Regions from separate parts of the Mus musculus genome. Here region 2 is linked to region 1. The links are chromatin contacts, called in public HiChIP or PLAC-seq maps. All regions are on one chromosome and are shown on one strand. The core of a region is the stretch at or near the end of the contact, and the rest is flanking DNA. Distances in the headings are between cores, read along the strand shown. Region 1 overlaps Sox5 (SRY (sex determining region Y)-box 5). Region 2 overlaps Bcat1 (branched chain aminotransferase 1, cytosolic).

Region 1 (7,141 bases), core at 2,576-5,075:
CATACAATTACAATATTTACCATTTTAGCTAGTTTGTACAAATGTGATTTCAACTTTAAACATTTCAACTTCCCTCTGTTGAACTAGTGTCATATAGATTAGGCAATTAATGATACCAAGTGGCAGTAGACCCCAAACGTATGATGACATCACCTGCCCCTCCCCTTGTCACATGCTTGTCCTGTCTTTACAGGATGCTCCTCACTAGCAGAGCAGCCTGCTCTCATGTTTGCACCTATTTGTCTCTTTAAACGTGAACCCCACCTAGTCTCACTTCTGCAGGCAGCAGCATCAACAACTTCCACATTGTCTCTCTTCCAGCATCTGCCAGGAGGAAGATGCTTGCAGATCACCTGGAAATCCCGTTAAAATTTAAATTCTGATTCAGAAGTGTAATCATGCCAATTTAACTAATTTCCCCAAAGCTAGGTGCCACTACACACCCAACCAACCTTCAATTTGATCCTGCCTTGCTGGTGCCCGAAGCTCAGGCTCTTTGACATCGCAAATCCACCCCCACACACCAGCCTGGGCACTGGCTGGCCAGGGGTGGGGTAGGTTTGTACCTCCATCTGAGGAGTGTACTCTTAGCAAGTTTGTCCTAGCCTGTACATTTGAGAATAATCCTGCACCGGGGGTGGGGTGGGGGGGAGGTGGGGGGGGTGGGGGGATGGGGGGGTGGGGGGTGGGGGTGGGTGTGGGTAGGGGGGGTGTACACAGGTCAGAAATGTAAGTAATTAGAGTCATTGTGTTTCTCCCAGCAGTGCCTGGAGCACTGGCTTTAGGGAGGACTTTGCAACTGTATCTTTCTTAGGAGCTGTGGCCTCCACTCAGGGGCAGTCACATTTTAAGAAGCATCCACAACTGCTGCCTCCAGCACCCTTTCCTGCCCTCACCTGACCATATTCACTCCAAGTCAGTTTTCACCAGCTTCTCTCCAGTGAGACCTGACTCCCTCCCCCAACTCACCCTTTCCACTCCAGCTTCCTTTTCTGTAGCCTCTTCTTCCCTGAACATTCCTTCGCTGTCAGTCGAAATTTCCAGAATGACTTCCTCTCATTCACTGTTGCTATGTTGAAATCACCTAACCAAAAAAAAAAAAAAAAAAAAAAAACGGCTCGGGGAAGGAGTTCAAGTTAGCTTGCAATTCCAAGTTACGGGGTCCAACGTGGGAGTGGGGGTGGGGCAGTCAAGATGGCAGAAACTTGAAGCAAATGGTCATACCCACAGGCAAGGGCGGAGAGAAATGGTGTGACTGGGTGCTGGCTTCCTCTTCAGCGCACCCTTTCCGCTGCTGTTCCAAACCCAGGGAGTGAATGGGGCTACACATTTCTTAGGCTCGCTCCTCCAACATCAGTTAATGCTACCGAGATCGCCCCCGCCCTGCCCCCACAGACCAGCTTTTCCTACTGTCTCTCACTGAGACTTTCTTCCCAGGTCACTTTAATCACTAAAATCCCAGGATCTCACACTTATTTTTAAAGTCACCAATAGTCTCCATGTTCCCTTTAGATGATAAATCATCATTACAGTCTCCAGTCCTAGGAACTGTTTGCTTGAGGTTTGTTCTCCTCTGTATTTACTCCAAACTGATGTTACTGAGTCTCAGGGCTTCACTGGGATGCGTGCTCACCTCTTGCAAAGGTTGGTAAGCAAATATCCAAAGTATTTTCTTATTCCTTCGTGTGTCTCACTCCGCCTCCCACCCTCGTGTAGCAACCTTATCCCTTATCTCTGTTATGAGCCAAATAAATAGACTCCGAAATTCACCTTGAGCCAGTTCCTACTTTGTCACAAAGCCAGCCAACTTCCTTGTGAGTTCGACCCCCGTAAGTGTTGAATTTCTTAGGTTTTTACCAATCCACCCCCTGTCACCTGCTACACAGAAGACGGCTCCTGTGACTTCCACTTGCTAGTTAAGTAGTCTTGGTTGTTTTTCTTCTTCACACGTGGGGTTCCCTTTCTTCTGTAGGGTAAAGTTAGGCGCTTTAATATTTGTGTATAGTACCCTGGATACTAAGTTACCACCCAACACTGTCCACAGTCCTTGCTTATCTATTTCAACCCGCTCTGTGGTTCAGCCACCCTGTGCTCTTAGTTTAAACTGTCAACTTGACACCACCTATATTGCCTGGGAAAAGAGTCTCAGTTTCAGAATTACCTAAATCAGATTGGCCTGTCACTAAGACCGTGGGGATTATCTCCATTGTTGGTTGCCCTAGAGCATTCAGCCCATTGTGGGCAGCACCATTCCCTAGGCAAGGCTCGGGACTGTGTAAGGAATCTAGCTGGAGAAGCAAGCAGGCAGCGTATGTACATACATTCAGTCCCCCCTGCGTGTTTGTGAATGTTATGTGATTGGCTGTCTCAAGTTCTTCCCGTGACTTCCCCTCAGCAAGGGAACGTCACCTGGAATTGAAATCCAAATAAGTTCTTGATTCCCCTGGTTGCTTTTTCTCAGGCAATCTGTCACAATAACAGAAACAAAGCTAGAGCATTCTCTTTCCAATAAAAATACTAAATAGTGTATATATATATGTATATATATACATATATATATATATACATATATATATATATACACACAATCTCCATAGCAGTAAAAAATATTTATTATAACACAAAATCAAAACCAAGTATAAAATCAAGGAATTGGTGAAACATAGCTGTTGAGACTCTGTGAACATGCTACTATGAGGCCTCTCTGGAAGCCTACTGCTTGAACTTCACTGCGTTCTTGATAAAACCCTGTGTTTATGTTATACTTTTTAAGAATTCATCTTCCAGTACCAAGAGCAGTGTTCACAATTTATCCTGGGTACTCAGTAAGTGTTTAAAAGTGAATTACCTTAATATTGTTTATGCATGAACACTTAGTTTCTTTCATGGATTAATTTTTGCTTGGTTTTTTTTTTTTCAGACAGGGTCTCACTTGTGTAGCCCCCACTGGCCATAAATTTCAGGTCTTTCTCTCTCAGTTTCCTGAATGGTAGTTTACAGACATCTGGCCTCACATGTTCAATTTCTAAAGTCAGTTTAATATCTTAGAAAAATTATTCTTATAGTCATTACTTTTAATTTCTTGCTATCTCCTATCCCCAGTGGTTAACTAGTGCATACTATTGGTTACATTACTAACACACAGTTAGCCTCTGTGCAGAGTATCTATCCACCTTAGCTCTTATTAGCAAATAAATATTTCTCAATCTGCATCAAAAATACACCACATGACCCATGTATACCCCTGGTATACATTTTTATAAAACATAAGATGAAAAAAAAAACAAGACCTTTTTTTTAAAGTCTAATTTTGGAAGATCTATTTGTTCATTTGTTGTCTCTAAAATATACTTTTGGCAACATTTATCTCTATAAAATTAAAATGTCAACATTTTCTATAATGTCAAAAAGAAAAGAAAGGGCAAACATGAGATGTTTTCTTTACTCTGAAACTGTCCGTGAGCTATTAGACCACAAGGCAACATTCGAAAGTTTAGTTAATGGCTTAAATCTTTAGTGTTTAGCTCGTTAAAATGAAAGTGAGTTTAGTTAAGTTCTGTCTGTGATAAGACTGAAAATTTGGCAAAGACTTGCTGTGCTCTGATCAAGTCTGCAGTGGTGTGTGTGTGTGTGTGTGTGTGTGTGTGTGTGTGTGTGTGTGTGTGTCTGTCCAAGTACAGCCCTCTGAACCATGCACCCCCAACCCCCCATTTTCCTAAATACATCATGAAAAAAGGATGAGGTTTCAGCCTTAATTGCTTGCTCCTTTTATTCGCATTCCTCTCTCAGCCAGGGTTGTGAAGAGTGTCGGTAAAAGGCTACACAATAGCGCTTTTCATTAGGCCCCAGCCAGGCACACAAAGGCAGGCTTTGGGGAAGAGTGAATGCAGGAGTTTAATTTGCAGGTGGAGAGGAGATAAAAGGTGCTGACGCCTCTATTATTCTCTTACTTAGGTGACCCTTACCCTGTTCAGCTGATCCCAACCACTATGGCAGCTGCTGCTGCAGCAACACCAGGCTTAGGCCCACTCCAGCTGCAGGTAAGTCTGGAGACAACGCGGGGAGGCAGGGGTTAAGTACGAGCCACCGAAGGCAACCATTATCCTCTTAGAACAAACTACAACTGAGGACTGAGACTTAGGTCACACAAATTTGTTTTGTCTTTGCCTTTATTTGTTCTGAGCCCCAACCCCCCCCAAAGATTATTTTCGGTTGTGTGCTCTGAATTAAATATTACTTACAATTTTGTCATTGCCTGCTCAGGGTTGACACTGTGAGCTTCAGTGTCCATCTTGTTGGTAGACATCATGATTTTTGTTGTAGAATGCTCCCTCAAATAACAACAACATCATCATCAACAACAACAAAAACAATAACAAAAATAAACAGCTTGTCAAAGATATCTAACCGCGGCTGTGATCCAAGGCAACTGAAACAGAATGTTATTTGAAATCGTTGAGGATGCCTGGTGTTATTAAAGTACTCAGAACCCATTTGTTCTCCTTGCTTAGTGGCAGATCATTTGAGCAAGCAAGGAAGACCAGACCAAAGTCAGCAGGTGTCCATTTGGGCTTGAGCTTATCCTGACATCCTAATGGAGACCTCTTTGCCCTTCAGACCATGTATCTCCAGTACACCCGGGCAAAGTCAATAACCTTACCAGATGTCCAAACGATTTTAGAAATTATGCCTCTGAGGTTAAAAAGAGAATCGATATGGTTTTAGTAGAGGGAGCTTTCCTTATCTCCGTCTCTGAATTGATACTCCATAAAGTACTTCATCTGCCCTGTTATTGTGAGCCTCCAAACTATGCAGCTAATGAGGACAGATAATGAGCTAAGACCTGGGTCCACCTCCTCCTGGAGCACTGGTTTACACTCATGGGAAACACACCATGCAATGCCAGTGTACTGACTGCCGGCCCACTTCACACAGCGGAACTGCACCCATGAGTGTGACTTGCCATACTCGGCATTAATCTAGGTTGAGGTTTTCATCAGATCCTACAGAGCTGAGTAGAACCGATGCACACAGAGATGTGTCCAAAGCTGGAGACTGGCAGGAGGAGATAGCCCTGTGAACACTGAGAAAGTATTCTGTAGAGGTTGCAACATTTGATCCTAGTTTATCTCTTCCATGAAAAATTACATGATGTCGGTTTCTTGGAGCTAGAATACATTTGGAAGTGTTAGAGCCATGAGGACAATAAAATTACTGTAACATTTTTTTTTCCTTTTCAAATGGTGTCTGGGGAATAGCAACAATGTGGGAAAGGGACTGTAATAAGTAAGACTCCAGAGATGCACACATATACTTACTGTCTATATTTATTATGGGCACATTATTTTTCTAACTTAAGTTAGAATGACTTAAGTTACCTGGCATTGAAAACATCTATGGTTGTAGATAACAAAATATTCTTTTATAATAAAACTGGAAAGAAAGATAAAACAAACAGAAAGAATATAAAAGACAGATGAATTAGAAGAAAATGGAACAGCAGCCTCCAGCAACGGATTTGAATACAGAAACATAGGATTGTGAGGTTTATTATATAGGTTGAGAGTTTCTGTTTGCCAGACTCACTGGAGAGAAGGGCAATGGCAAGGTGAAAGTGCCCAGAGTCCCACTGTTGGTCTCCACCAGAGAGTAGTGTTGCTCAGGGAGCATCTCAGCTGCTTTTCCTGTGAAGACAGGTTAGAATATTTGACATAAATTAAGCTTGATTTCCCTTCTGATGGTTTTCTCACCATCTAAAGTATTAGTTCCCTTAATGAGAAATGAGGAACATCTTTGAGCCCCAACGGGTTTGCTCTGTCTGTAAACAACTTAATCTGTAGCAGGGCAAGGTTCTTTCATTGATCATTACCCATACCTCATGACAATGGGGTCTTGCCATGTTGCTCTGTGTATTCCTGAACATGTCATCCTCCTATCTCAGCTGCTCAAGTCTACTCTTAAGTATGTCACCCTCCTACCTCCTCCTTGGGACAATTTTAATTGTACATCCTTACATTGCCTTTGAGAGGTTTCCATGTACGTGATTTTGTACCCATTAAAGTTTATAATTGTAGTTAGGATCTCAAATAACCTATACTGTAATATCATTAGAAAATTGGCCATCAGAACATCTCCCCAGGCAGCTATGTATACTCACTCATACGACATACTTACACAAACACATGCATGTAATTTAGTTTTGCAATTATGGGGAAGATGGGGGTGGGGCAGAGAGACATGCCACACAAATTCCAAAGACTTGTCATTTAAGAGCTGCTAAATTTTTGCTCAGTGGCTCCTGACATTTTTATTGCAGAGCCCTTTATTGTTGAGATCCCTCCACTTTATTTCAGCCTACTTAACACCTCCAGAGACACCTGTTGTCTCCTGTCCACATGGGATAAGTTTAAGGGAAGCCATCTACAATGGTCTCAACATTTATAGCACATCTACTTCCATTGGGGAAATCTGTATCTGAAATGCTCTTTGTTTTAGTGGAATGTAAGAAACAAGCCAGTTTTAATGCTTCCCACACTCTGTTTTGAAATATGTTAGGCTCCACTGACCATCTCCTTATAACATTATCAGTAGACCACCTGACCCTTCCAGAGATCAGAACTCATGCTGCTAGAAATTTGTTCAAGTGTCCAGTCCAAATCGTACAATCTACCTGTCTGCTGTTATGTCAGAAAGCCAGTTCTAGAGACCAAAAATAAAGAGGCCATTTATACTTTTCCTTCTTAACCATACATAACCCCTGTGGAGATGCAGGATAGCACACTGGAGAAGCTATGTATGTGGTTCTCTTGGGCATCGATTAGAGTTTCCCAGTAGGCTGGGGTGGGTGGGTCTTATCAGTAAGATGTCATATCTTCTTTGTGGTTGAGACACACCCCTATTGACAGCAGCCACTCAGGTAGCAGAGCCACCTGGGTAACAAGAGTCTTCCCCCATGCTTCCTGCCCCATCCTTCCTGCCCCATCCTTCCTGCCCCATGCTTCCTGCCCCAGGCTTCCTGCCCCATCCTTCCTGCCCCATGCTTCCTGCCTCATGCTTCCTGCCCCATGCTTCCTGCCCCATGCTTCCTGCCCTTTGCTTCCTGCCCCATGCTTCCTGCCCCTTGCTTCCTGCCCCTTGCTTC
Region 2 (6,236 bases), core at 2,572-5,071, 1.1 Mb before region 1:
CCACGTAGTGATCTTAGGTCGTCAGGCTTGGAGGCAAGCATCACTGAGCCGTATAGCTGGCCCAGGAACTTGTTCTTAATATGCCCTGTGTCATTTCTCAGTTACTAGGCTGCCCTGTTTTCTTCCAATGATCATGATAGAAAGCATCGCTGTACAAAGGCTGGTTAGTTAGATTTCCCCTTCCCCACTTTGTTTCTGACAGGGGTCTCATTGTGTAGCCCTGGCTGACCTAGAACTCACCAGGTAGACAAGGCTGGCCGGCTAGTCTTGAACTCAGGAATCTACCTGCCTTAGCCTTTTAAATGCTGGGATTAGAGATGTGTACCATGCCATCTGACTTTTTAAAGATTTATTTTACTTTATGGGTGCTTCCCTCCACATGGACTATGCATATTTGGTGTCCACATGGGCCTGACAGGGTATCGATGCCCTCGGACCAGAGTTACAGATCACTGTGAGCTGCCATGGGTGCTGGAATTGAACCAAGGTCTTCTGAAAGAGCAGCTGGTGCTCTTAGCTTCTGAGCTATGTCTTCAGGCCTCACATCCACCTTCCTTTGACTTCAGGCCTTGCCTTTAATCCCAGCACTCAGTAGACAGAGGTTGCTGGATCTCTGAGCTCAAGGCTATCTGGGGCTATATAGTAAGACCCTGTCTCAAAAAAACAAAAACAAAAACAAACAAACAAACAAAAAACAAAACCCTAACTTTTAATCTCTAGAATTATGGAAATTGTCTCAAATAAAGGAATTTAGAGTTTCTTGGTGAAATTATAAAGGCCACAAGATCTTGTGTTACTTTGAAAAAACTGGATATAGGAGGGAAATCTTTATGTTCAAATCTGGATTAGAGGGAAATGGTCAGGGGAGATAACCGTGATTCCCACAAACAGAGGGAATGCCTGGAAATTTTATCATTTAGAGTTTCGACTAGTATTCAAAGGTTAGAATTAGAGCGCCGATTTCACTTGTTTTTTGACCTACTTATGAGTTTGTATAGATGTTGCCGTGAGTGCAGTGGCTTCAGAGGCCAGAAGAGGTGCTGGAAGGCCCTGGAGCTGAAGTTATGCTTGTCTCTGAGCTGCTTGATGGTGCTGGGAGTGAACCCAGCTTGCCTGTGAAACAGCCTCTGAGCTGTCTCTTTGGCTCTAGAAGAAAAGCACTAAGTTGAATATAAATGTGCTCTGTGTCTCAGCTTGGCCCTTAAGCAGCTCTGGTGCTTCGGTCTAGCCTGGGGTAACTGTGGGTGGGCCCCGTTTTTCTGCTTCTTGCACTGCTGGGCATTGTGCCCAGGACTTACACACTGTAGGTCCTGCCCCTGCAGCTTAGGCTCTGAGAAGCATTTTAGGCAAAGGGTTCAGAGTTTTGGTCTAGCCTTGGGTAACTGTGGGTGGGCCCCACTTTCGTTTTTCTGCTTGTTGCACTGCTGGGTGTTGTGCCCGGGACTTACACACTGTAGGCCCTGCCCCTGCAGCTTCAGCTCTGGAAGCATTTTAGGTGAACTGTTCAGAGTATACAATCATATTAGTGACACCTTGATTATCTTAACCCGTGGATTTGAACTCGGGGCCCCTTGCTTTCACGGCAAGTACTCTTTCTCACTGAGCTCTCTCCCTACTGTGGGAAGATTTAAAATCTATAAGCTAGATCACATGTCAATGGGCCCAGGACCTCCAAGGGGCCAGAGGCTGAGACATTTTGCTCAAAGTTTTGAAAGTGATTTTTACCTTGGCAGACAGAGTTCGAACGGAGAACTGTCTTGCAGTTGATCTCAGAGGCTTGGGGCCTGGGCCTGGAAAATCACTGGTATGGAGGTGGGGAAGCCTGGTGAAGCTGGATAAAGCTCAGCATTGCTCAGATTCTCTTAATTATATCTTCTCACCACAGCTGGCTTGCTTGTTCAACTACTAAACTGCCAGGAAATCCAGGACAGTCTCACCTCTGCAGGCCAGGCATCCCTGCTCCCTCCCCGCAGGCAGGTGCCTGCAAAGAGCAATAAAGAGGCTTCCTGAGTTTATGGCCTACTACTTCCTGGGAAGGAGATGGCAAAGGCTGTGGTCTCAGCAAAATAGCCAGAGGCCTTAGAGAGTTAGTATATAGGGGCATAGCCGGCTATCCTGGTCCATAACTTGCCTAGCTTTCCCAACTGCAATAGCTGTAGACCTCTGACCTTTCACCCCTGCTCTCTCCTTCCTCTTCTTCCTGCAGCAGGGGTCTTTGCTATGTCCTACTTTGTCCATCTGCCTGAAATACATTACTCCTAGGTCTGTAGACATCCTGCTTGCTCCCTGCGTTCAGGTGTGCTCAGACACACGAGGCAGGCCTCTGCAAAGCCAAGACCAAAGTCCCCTTCCCTGCCTCTTCTTCCGAGTTCCTTTAATTCTTCAGAGCATTAATCACCTTGATCTAGTTTCCTCGTTATTTCTTTATCTCCCCTTTGCTTGCAGAGCAAGGATGGGTGTTTCTAATGATCCATGGCATTAAAGATACAGAGTAGCTCAAAAATACTAGGTGGGAGGTTTGGATAATCCATTGTGGATAACCCATGCCAACTTGGGTAACTGTCCTTGGCTGGCAGTCACAGTCCAGGAAGCAAGGCAGTCTCTGTATATTCTGTACACTCTCTGAGCCTCAGTGCCTCTGTGATTAAAGCTTAAATAAAATTAAAAATGCTAAGAATAATTACAAAAGAATGCTGATATTGAGTAACGAGGAAAAGCGGGCACCCTCAATATTGATGAGACAGAGCCCGAGTTCACTTTCAAATTATCCTAATTCAGATGGCGAGTGAAGAGTAACAACAAGGCTCAGGTGTTTGTTTTTGTTTTTAAGCTTGAAGACAGTTATATTAAAGTTCAAGAGAGAAGTAGTAGGGTGGGCAAGCTGTAAATTTTGGCAGCTGCCTGGAGGAGAGAGAGGGGTAAGGAGAGGAGAGAAGAAAGCCCTGCTGTTTACTGTCTGTCTGTCCATTCCATGTCAGGAAGTAGTAGTGCAGAGCCTGGGAATGCAGTGAAGTGAGGGTGGTGTGCAGTCAGCCAGAGTGAGTGAAGCTGGGGCTGGATGAGAAATTTCGCCAGATCTTTTGAAGAGCCATGCACATTATTGATGATGTTGTTTAGAAAGAAAATCAGGGCCATGGATGACCTAATGGGTAAAAGTGATTGCCGTGTAAACCTGATGACACGCGCATCTTTGATCCCTGGTGCCTGTGGTGGAAGGAAAGAACCAAATCCCAGAAGTTGTCCTCTGAGCTCCCCAGGGCTGCGGACTATGCCCGCATTCATGCGTACCATGTGTATGTACATACAACAATAAATGAAAGTCTAGAAAGCCGATGTCTGCTGGCTTCTCCGTGTTTAAGATATGTCTAGAATTCAGTCTCACCGTTCAGCTCACACTGACCATCTAACAGACACACCTGTTCTGCGTCTTCCTAAACGTTGCTAATTATCTTATTGTCGGGAACTGTGGGTGGGGGCTGGGGATGTAGCACAGCTGACAGAGTGCTTGGCTAGTGTGCGCCACTCAGAGACTTAGTATTGGAGAGTTTTAAGCCAGCCTGAGTGACAAGAGACTCTGCCGGACTCCCCCTGTCCCCAATACCACCAAAAGCTTTCTTCTTCACAGTTTCTTTTTAATATTGTACTTTACTTATTGTTGTTGTTGTTCTCTAGCTGTTCCCAAGTTAAGGATCAGAACCGAGGTGACTTGGGTTTGTGACAACGGCCGAGCTGGCTTTGTGGAGAACAGCTGAGTGCAGTTGTTTCCTATCTTCCTGTTTTTGTGCGGCTGAATAGGAGGGCTTTTGTTTACTGTCTGTCTCCTCCTAGGACAGGGTTTGCATCTGCGGCTCTATTCTCTCTCTGCCTGTCTGTCTTCAAAGAGGAGAGCACTTCTTTGCTGTCTGTGCCCATCTGTGAGCCTCCGTATCTGGAGGAGCTGGGGACATGTGATTGGAATGCTCTGGGGAGGTGGAGGCAGCCATAGCGGGCAGTGGCTGGGTCCTTAAAGATCCTCCCTGCTTCTGTGAGCACTGCTGTGTGCCCTGAAGGATGCTCCCTGCTACTGTGAGCAATGCTGTGTGTCTTCTGGGAGTGCTTCTCTGGGGTCTGGTGAGAATCGGGAATCATTTCACCACATCTCCCACACCCCTAAAGTTTGCTTCTCATGGCACTACAACCGAAGCCATTGCAGGGATTTGTTTGTGACTTAGCCTTGCTGTGTAGCCTTGGCTGGCCTGGCACTCACTTTGTTGCCTAGGCTGGCCTCACATTTGTGTCTCTTCTTCTACTTCAGCCTCCTGAGTGCCAGGATGACGGGCGTATACCACCGTATTATTGCAGGAATTATTGAGTTTTATAAAAAAAAAATGTATTTCTAAATTCGTTTGATTTTTCTGAAATAAAAGTGTGTTTTTGTCTTTACGTATGTGTGTGCATACATCATGTGCGTGCTTGGTGCATGTGAAGGTCAGAAAGACAGCATCCGATCCCCACGAACTTTGTATTTAAGAATGGTTATGAACCACCATGGGGAAGCTGGGAATTGAACTTGGGTCCTCCGTGAGAGCAACAAATGCTCTTTTCCACTGAGCTGTCTCTCCGGCTCTAAGGTTATTATTATTATTTTGCATTGTTAATGGCAGTTATTTATTGCTTGTGGGGTGCTGGGGAGGGAGGTGCATGTACAGTGCTTGGGTGTAGCTCAGAGGACAACTTGTGGAGTCTTGGTTTTCCCCTTTCACCATGTAGGTCCTAGGATCAAGCTCAGGTTTGCTGGTTTGGTGGCAAGTGTCTTTACTTGCTTTGTCACCTTGTCAGGCCCTGTTGCAGAGATTTTGAACAATTGACTGAACTCTGAGCACAGGTTTGGTCTATTTGGTTCTCAGTGTTAACGGTATGATATTGGGGTTGTTATTTGAGACTTGATTGGGTCAGTTTTTTTAGACAAGGTTGGAACTTCTGAATCTCCTGCCTCCACAGTCTTTCAGTGGTCAAACCCGGGGCTTCTGCAAGCACCCCACCAACTGCAGCGAGTCCTCAGACACCCCCAGTGTTAAATTCTGTGCTGGGTGTGGTCGTGTCATCACCAAGGAATGGTGTTCACATTGGACCTTTGGACCATCTAGCCCATGCAGTGTGGGCTCCAGGCACTTTCCCTTTCTCCTCTACAGGCCAAAGATCTCATCATCACACCAGCCACTGTCTTAAAAGAGAAGCCGGACCCGGATTCGCTGGTCTTTGGAGCTACGTTTACTGACCACATGCTGACGGTGGAGTGGTCCTCTGCGTCTGGATGGGAGAAACCTCACATTAAGCCTTTTGGAAACTTGCCCATACATCCCGCTGCCTCTGTTTTGCACTACGCTGTGGAAGTAAGTGCTTGGGAGCACCCGTGGGCCGTGATTCTCTGGCCTTGCAAGCTTCTTTAGGGTCGGGGACAGGCCCTGCTGTCTTAACTGGAGGTTGTCATAAACATCTTCAAACTTCTCCTGCAGCCAAGTGGATTGCCGATAAGTCTCAGAGCTAGTTTTGCAGGTTGGCTTGGCTTATCTGTGATATTAGTAAAATGTGATATGTGTGTGTGTGTGTGTGTGTGTGTGTGTGTGTGTGTGTGTGTGTGAAAATCTCAGCACTTGGTAACCTAAGACTGGATGGGCCGAAAGTTCAAGGCTAACCGAGACTATGCCTTTCTTTCTGGACAGCCTAGGCCACAGAATCCCAAAGAACCCTAAAGCAATGAGTATTACTAATTTATTAGGTGCTCTCTACTTCTCAGATCTTTGAGTGATTGTGAAGGGTCGGTCACAGGATGGGGCGCTGTGCTAACTGCTTTCTTATAACCAGCCTGTGGGATGGCATTGAGCACGCTCCTTCACCGTGGAGTGTTTGGAGACTCCACATCTTGGTCCTCTGTTGATACACACTGAAACAGATATGCAGAATATTGTCCCATCCCCTTGGCCCTATATTTCAGTTTATTCTGGTTTCTTCACGGGTAATGACTTTCCCCAGAACACTGAAGGCACAGAGATAAATTCTGACCTACCAAGAGACTGAAAATGGCCATAGGAAACAGGATCAAATATTCATTTCTGAATATTGGTTCCCAAGATTGTGCCTTCGAGAGATCTTATACTTTATAGAGATCATTTTCATTTCACTACTTGTGTTTACAGTTCAAATTTCCCACCAGAACACCCCGGAATCCACCCATTTAATGATCTGAAGTGAGAAGC

What was found. HiChIP or PLAC-seq counts read pairs in DNA pulled down with a chosen protein or histone mark.
Region 2: an H3K27ac HiChIP or PLAC-seq map of stem cell-derived neural progenitor cells shows a contact between it and region 1, with 5 times the contacts expected there. The contact joins two enhancer-like sites. A contact is called at or near these places in 3 of 115 datasets of contacts at active chromatin or transcription factors (astrocytes, embryonic forebrain and stem cell-derived neural progenitor cells).

What each region holds. Positions count from the first base shown.
Region 1 is chr6:143,938,250-143,945,390 of GRCm38.p6, reverse strand. It overlaps Sox5 (SRY (sex determining region Y)-box 5), which reads left to right. Exons shown (of 15, transcript NM_011444.3): 8 at 3,955-4,040. Among named protein-coding and RNA genes, the nearest start is that of Gm52486, 12 kb to the left of the region's middle. Within about 2 kb of position 3,825, at least 40 of the 459 cell types and tissues checked have an H3K27ac peak or open chromatin away from gene starts, as enhancers often do. A contact at or near this core is called in stem cell-derived neural progenitor cells, where this site is marked.
Region 2 is chr6:145,038,571-145,044,806 of GRCm38.p6, reverse strand. It overlaps Bcat1 (branched chain aminotransferase 1, cytosolic), which reads left to right. Exons shown (of 11, transcript NM_007532.5): 3 at 5,172-5,372. Among named protein-coding and RNA genes, the nearest start is that of Gm26666, 5.9 kb to the left of the region's middle. Within about 2 kb of position 3,821, at least 26 of the 459 cell types and tissues checked have an H3K27ac peak or open chromatin away from gene starts, as enhancers often do. A contact at or near this core is called in stem cell-derived neural progenitor cells, where this site is marked.